2 separate regions of the Triticum aestivum genome follow, and region 1 is linked to region 2. Evidence: chromatin contacts called from public Hi-C data. All regions are on one chromosome and are shown on one strand. Each heading gives the region's core, a stretch centred on a gene start, on an enhancer-like site or on the middle of the called end of the contact. The rest is flanking DNA. Distances are from core to core; before and after follow the strand shown.

What was found. A called contact is a pair of places that touch in the nucleus more often than the background predicts.
Region 1: a Hi-C map of leaf shows a contact between it and region 2, with 3 times the contacts expected there. The contact joins the promoter of LOC123054700 here to the promoter of LOC123054699 in region 2. A contact is called at or near these places in 3 of 5 Hi-C or Micro-C datasets (all in leaf) and 1 of 1 datasets of contacts at active chromatin or transcription factors (leaf).

Annotation. Positions count from the first base shown.
Region 1 is chr2D:583,197,281-583,200,612 of IWGSC CS RefSeq v2.1, forward strand. It overlaps LOC123054700 (disease resistance protein RPM1), which reads left to right and starts at 1,449. Exons shown (of 2, transcript XM_044478532.1): 1 at 1,449-1,748; 2 at 3,050-3,332. The coding sequence starts at 3,055.
Region 2 is chr2D:583,024,120-583,027,523 of IWGSC CS RefSeq v2.1, forward strand. LOC123054699 (helicase-like transcription factor CHR28) reads right to left here and starts at 2,070. Exons shown (of 13, transcript XM_044478529.1): 1 at 1,848-2,070; 2 at 892-1,314; 3 at 579-773; 4 at 296-477; 5 at 119-190; 6 at 1-27. The coding sequence starts at 1,228.

The sequences.
Region 1 (3,332 bases), core at 199-2,698, 170 kb after region 2:
CCAAGAGCCACACCGTGAAGGTGGTCGTCGCCGGGGAGACGGTGGCGGTCGCGACATACGGCAAGAACAAGCACGCCGCGCGGAACCGGGCCGTCAAGTCGGCGCTGGACATTATCAAAGCTAGGAAGAAGGACTCGATGGTCACACTCACGTCGGCGCCACATGATAAAGACGGCATGTCGGTGGGCGGTGACCATTGCCCTCCAAAGACACCGGATTTGTTGTCGGCGATGAGCAACGGGTGCAACTGAATCTTTAATTTCGACATATACATGACATCTACCATATTCTAGATTTTGATAAGATTTGATTATGAGTAGGGGAAAGCAAAGAAAGTTTTGATTTAGTTCAGGTTTTGATATGATTTGGATATGGACAGGGAAAGAAAGGAAAGTTTGATTTAGTTAATGTTTTGATAAGATTTCATTTGATTTGACTGAGTTATTAATGCAGGACATGATTTGATAAGATTTAATTGAGTTAATGCAGAACATGATTTTTAAGTATCAACTTAGTTTTGATTATTCTAAACCATGGAGGGGAGGAGGGGAACGAAACCAAATTTGAAGACGTTCAAACAGCAAACTCCCCTTTGATAATGGAGAAGATTAGATGATCTGTTGCATCCATGGTGCAAGAACATTATTATTAGAACAAAAAAGAAACAGATGAAATACTACCTTAGTAAAACCAATTCAAACGAGATGGGCGCCTAGTAGTACCCTATACCTGTTCGACACTAATAAGAAACCGTTGTATGTGTATATCCTTGCCTTTTTCATTAATTATAAAAAGAAGATTGTTGTCCAATTAATCATGAAAATCGGACGAAAATCGTATAACTAGAGCCAAGCTCATATAAAACCTCAAATACTTGGGTTGAAGCCCACCACAAACACAAACATGAGACGTCCAACCAAATACACACACAGATCAAAAGGAACCCATACCGCCAAACTAGCCAGCTATCCACTACCACCAAAAAGAGAAGTCGTGACTTCTATGGAAGAAGCAGCCTTATGGAGTTGTCCTCGCATGACAAATCCAAGACTGCCGTCTCCGTGCACATCAGCCATCCCAGGGCGTTACCCTGACGTCCACTGACCATGACGGTAGAGGAAACCCTACGCAACAATCACAAGTTGCCTCTTCAAAGCAACGCCTTCAAGAAGGTCACGACAAAGACGTCGCCGTGACCCGCCGCAGAAAAAATGGAGCTATTTTTTCCATCCGGACAGCGTTGTGTGGGTATGCGTAAGGTAGGAAAAAGGCAATATCAAATCAAACGTAGACCTGCACAGTGAAGTCGCGATAAAAAAAAAAAATTTGGCACAAGTGACTCGGCGAGGCATGACTTTGGGGCAAAAAGGTTCTTGCCCGACCATCCTGTACTAAACGAGCACTAATGAACGAAATCTTTAGAGGCACGACTTGACCTGCGGGAATTAAGAAAAGAACAAGTTGATCGTGAGAGAGAGACGGGAGAGAGATACAGCAGGTCGCCATCGCTCACTGATTGATTGCAGTAGTAGCTCCATTGCTCGCATCTTGTTCCACCTCTTATCTCGCTCTCCCCTCGCCCACTGCCACCGATGAAGCTCCACCCATCGCCCGATATGCCGTGTACAGCTCCGTCCCTCGCATGAATCAGTTTCACAAGCCGGTTCAGTCTTGCTCTCGTCCACTGCAGATCGAGCAGACCCCTGCTGCTCCCTCGGCTCCGCTGCAGACCCCGTAGTTTCCATCAGGTACTCTGTTCTGAGCCAGAGAGTTCAATCACACGTACAGTAGTAGTTTCTCGTAATCCCACGGCTTCATGTGTTCCAAATAAGCTTTAGCTTTGGATGCTTGCCTGCAGTTTTGCTAGAGAAAAGTTTTCGCCTGCCATGTGCTCGACAGATTGTCCCACCGCCAACTAGAGGCCGAGACCGGCTGCCAAAATGGTCAATCTTATTGTACCAGTAGTAGTAGTATGCACAGTACAGTGATCTTGCCTCTAGTGAATCTTGTGCATCTTAAAAGTCGTAGCTCTTAACTGCGCCTGCATCTGTGTCCTTGCCTGCATAGTCTGATGTTCGACTTCTCTCTTCTTATGCTGCAGAATTGATCACGCTGGTCGTTCATTCGGCATGTAAGCGCCGTCCTGCTCCATAGGCCACACACTACAAGTCTCTACAAGGTGAGTATTGGTTAGCTGATGATGTGAAACCGCCGGTATCAAAGGTTACCCTTTTCGAAAGATAGCTCTGTGCCATGTAGTCTATCAAATGCGATAAATTAACTTGTACTAAATCAGCGACAATTAATATGGATCGGAGGGAGCAGATAAATTAGCAGCCCGCCGGTTCATTTACTAGACTAGTTGTGATCTATGCGCATGCTTAGAGTTTTGCGCTCAACTAGTACAAACATCAATTGCTTGTTGGTCCTTACATGGTATCCTGGGGGCTTGCCAAGCTTCCTGCAACGAAAATCTCTCTGTAGTCCCGATGACAGTCAAAAGGAATGACAATCGGATATGCCATCCAGCTTAGTAGGTTTCTCCTGTTCTGTTCTTTGTGTCACCTGTCATCCACGTTCTCTACTTATTCATTAATTCGTTTCTTGGATTACGCTAGGTGCTTCTACCTTAGTTTTGGCAAAAGAGAATGACTTTGACTGAACCTTTGTTTGTGATGTAACTTATCTCTTTGCTTGGGTATGTCTATTCTAGAATACGAGCCAAAATCCTCATATCTTTTCCAAATTCTGCCGGGTGAAGTTCACCTAGGAATTCCATCCGTTACTAGTGCTGTTAACTCTGATCCATAGGGAGATTTCAGTGGACAAAAAGGGATTCTATGATGTGGTGATACCTGGTATCTTCACACATGATATATCATAGTTTGGTTTTAGATATGCTATAAATCGATAAATTCAGTCGAGAAAAAAATGGAATGACATGGGCCAAGGGGTATAAACTACTATTTATTCATGCATGAGCTAATTCGGTTAACTCTAGATGGTTTTTCTACTCTGTCATGTAACATGCACTATCTTTGCTGAACAGCTCAAATGGCCGAGGCTGTACTTCTTGCTGTGACGAAGATTGGTTGCATTTTAGGAGATGAAGTCATCAAGGCCATCATATCTGAGCTCTCCGTAAAAGTTACTAATCTGAAGGAACTGCCGGTAAAGGTTGAGCAAATAAGAAAGCAACTGACTATGATGAGTAATGTAATAATGCAGATAGATACTGTATACCTCATTGACAAAGGTGTCAAGAATTGGATTGGGGAAGTCCGCAACGTGGCCTACCATGTTGAAGATGTAATGGATAAATATTCATACCA
Region 2 (3,404 bases), core at 820-3,319:
GGAGAGCATCCAAGCTAATGCTATTCTCTGTCAAACATACAAGAACATAGCAGTGAACAGGATATCCAGAGTAAACATACCAATAACAACAGCTGAGGTTTTGGAAGATAAAGTTTACCTGGTGCTTAAGGAGTGATATGGACAAAACACCTTCAGGCAGATCTTCTTCCTTTGTTTCCTGACTGATATGCTGCACAAAAGTTTTGTTTACAATCCATGTTAATTAGAATCCGATCAAAGTTACCAGGCAATTAAAGCATATATGATCTCCACAGTGACTTGTAAAATTATATACCTGTAGGGCTTCTTCATATATAGCTCTCTCATCACAACCAAGAGGCCTTTTTTCTGCGTTTGGTTGGCCTTGCGTGCCAAAGCCATTGGAAACTTCAGGGTCATTATTAACTGGATTAAAGGAAGGCATTGATGGAGGAAACATCCTCTGTGAATGCAGGCCTTCATAAGTGTAGACATCATCTGACAATTACGAATGGCGAAAAAGCATCTTAATTAATCACAGTTTGCACCAGCATGAATATTTTTGTTCAAACTAAATGAATAAGGTACATATTACACACCGCTATCGCTATCAGTTTTGACGTTCTGGCTGGTACCAAAAGGTAGTTTCCAATCCATTGACGATGTAGATGAAAACATCCCAGTTCCACCATCAGCATAATTAAACCTTGCAGTAAGATCCTCTTCATCACTCAAACTTGGATGACTGGTTGGAAATGATGGAGGCGGAGCCGAATACATATAGACATCATCATCTGACAAGTTTGAGCAGTGAAGAAACATTAATCTTGCTACTAGTCACAGGCTGCAGCGGTGCCCTTTTAAAAACTGTTAATTGTCAGAGTTAACCAAGGATAAATGCAGTGTACTCACCATCATCAATTTCCTGCTTGGTTTTACCGTACGAGGAATCATATAGCATCAGCGAAGAACTTGAGAGAGGATAGATCCTGTGTGATGAACCAGCCGGAGATCTATAAGAGCATGAAGCGGGATTGCTACTGAACCAATCATCATCATCCAAGGTGATTGGCTGTTCTGCATTATTCTTGGCAAACGGCGTGTTGAGTAAAAGAAGAGAGGAGTCAGCGCCGTCAATAGGAACAAGACTGTCTTTTCTGTCCTCTGAGCACAGATGAGTGATGGCTTTGCCTTTTGAACACAGTTTAACATCGTCCTCACTATCTGAACACAGGTCAATAATCTCCATGTTGGTGGCGAACTTGTGACTACGCAAACTTGTCAGCTATCTTGTGCAACGGTCAGAGGGCTCTTGTCGATTGAAGTGTCTAAATCCTGCAAGAAGCCAATCACAGGTTAGCTGGCAATAATAACACCTAAATACTAGTACTAACAAATGTGAGCAATATAAACATGTGCAAGAAGCAGGTGGATAAACCTCTCCAACAACAACGCGTTCTAAAGCCACGACGGTGACAGGAATCGCAGTCGCAAATTCAACAAAGACCTACACTGAAACCTTGACTGTTTATTTTTTCAAACCAAAGGCATGACAGGAACAGGGAAGTGTCATCAGACAAGCAACGTCTGAAACTAATTTAAAGAAACGATGGAGCAATCGAGAGAACCGAGTCGCGCACAAATCTACGGGATGCACAATCCTAGTCGGTCTCGCCCACGATCACCGAGAGCTCCCCCGGCCGCCGGCGCGACCGATTCCCAGCGCCCGACCTAGGCGAAATCGGATAAAGGCCGCGGATTCAATACCGCTCTATATACGGACCAACTCCAATCAAACCCTTCCATCGAAAAGAATTCAAAAACGCATCAGAACCCCATTCCGTCAGAATCAAGATTCAAAAACTCACCCCAAGAAAGCGACGGCGGGGAGAGGCCAGGCCGGAGCCCGCGCCGGGCCGCCCCGTGGACCGGGCCGCGCGGGCGGCGGGCGGAGGTCGCCGGAGGCGCGGCGGGGGGCCGGGGAGGAGGGGCCAACGGAAACCTGGCGAGCTACGCCAATCGGATCGTGGGCGAGGGGATTTAGGAGGGGCGGGCGGGCGGTTCGTTGGTGGCGGCGGGCGGCGGGCCAGGCAGACGGACCGAGCGGGGGTGGGGCGCGGCCTGGGACTTAACGGGCGATGGTCGTGGTCGTCGCCCCCCTCGGGTCCCTGTCTGGTGGGGCCGGTAAGTGGGGGCCCGCGTGTCGGCGGGCACTCGTGGAGCGGGAAAGGGAACGTTCGGATTGGCTGCGAGGTTTGGATTTTGGAAAGACTGAGGAGGATATCGGGGGGCTTGTGGCGGAAGGAAACGCGGCGGTGAATGCTCGCGAAGTTACGTTGTACTTACCGTTGGTTGATTGACGCGTGTCGTGTGATTCGCTGCCGATACAAGAAAAATCCCTGTTGTGGAAAATCAAAATGAGGCAGTTGTGGAAAATCTAATGTGTGGCCATTCGCTGTCTGGCCAAAGGAAGAAACGCCATGGGTCGTCGTGTTGTCAACATTCATTCTAGACTAAGGAAACGACTAGTGTGGTGGGGCAGCAACAAAGCCAATGGTGCGCCTGCCCGCACGACCGTCCAAATCCGACGTGGCTAGCGCGAGAGGACGCCCCTTGCGCGACCCGTAATGGGTTGTATGTGGCCCGGTGGTCCGGTCCGGACCTGAATAAGGCCAACTCCACCGCACGACCCTAAACGGACGTCCGGTTTGGCCGGATTTTGTCCCTTTGGGGCGGCAATGGGTTCGCCCATGTCCGCCTCTGTCCGTTGGGTCATGGGTGCGCCCAGCACGCGGCCGCACCCCAGATCATGTCCGTGTTGGACGTGATAAAAAAAACAGAAAAACCAAAATAAAATGACTTAAAAAAGTAAATAAACGCAGTTAAAAAAACTTAAAACATAAGTTAAGGGGTCATGGCCATAAAACGGCCCAGTTTCACGGTTCACTTAACGGCCCAGTGCCATAATTAACATAAAAAAAACGCCGCCCGCGCGCTCCTGCCGCGCCCGTCGATGCTGTGGCCGTCGCCGTCTTCAGTGGCCGCCGGTGTCGTCGTCGTCGCTGACGAGGTCGACGTAGTCCGGCGGTGTCCAGAGGTGGGCCGGCGGTCCGTGGTGCACGGGGGCGGCGGGCTGGAAGGTGGCAGGTGCCTGCACCACCTCCTCCCATGACGAGGCGTCCCGCTCCGGTGACTGCGACGGCGTGGGGCACCAGTTCACGTCCCCCACGGCGTCGGCCATCTGCTCCGCCGTGCACGACCAGGTCCACCCCTGGCCCACCAGGCCCGGGTGGAACGCCGCAATCTCCAGCTCGGGGATGGCGACGTCGCGGTGCGCACGGCCGCTCATCGGCACCGGCGGGATCGGGACCCGGTCGGCGAAGAGGTGCCAATTGTTTGGGAGGTGGACGTCGCTCCACGGGACC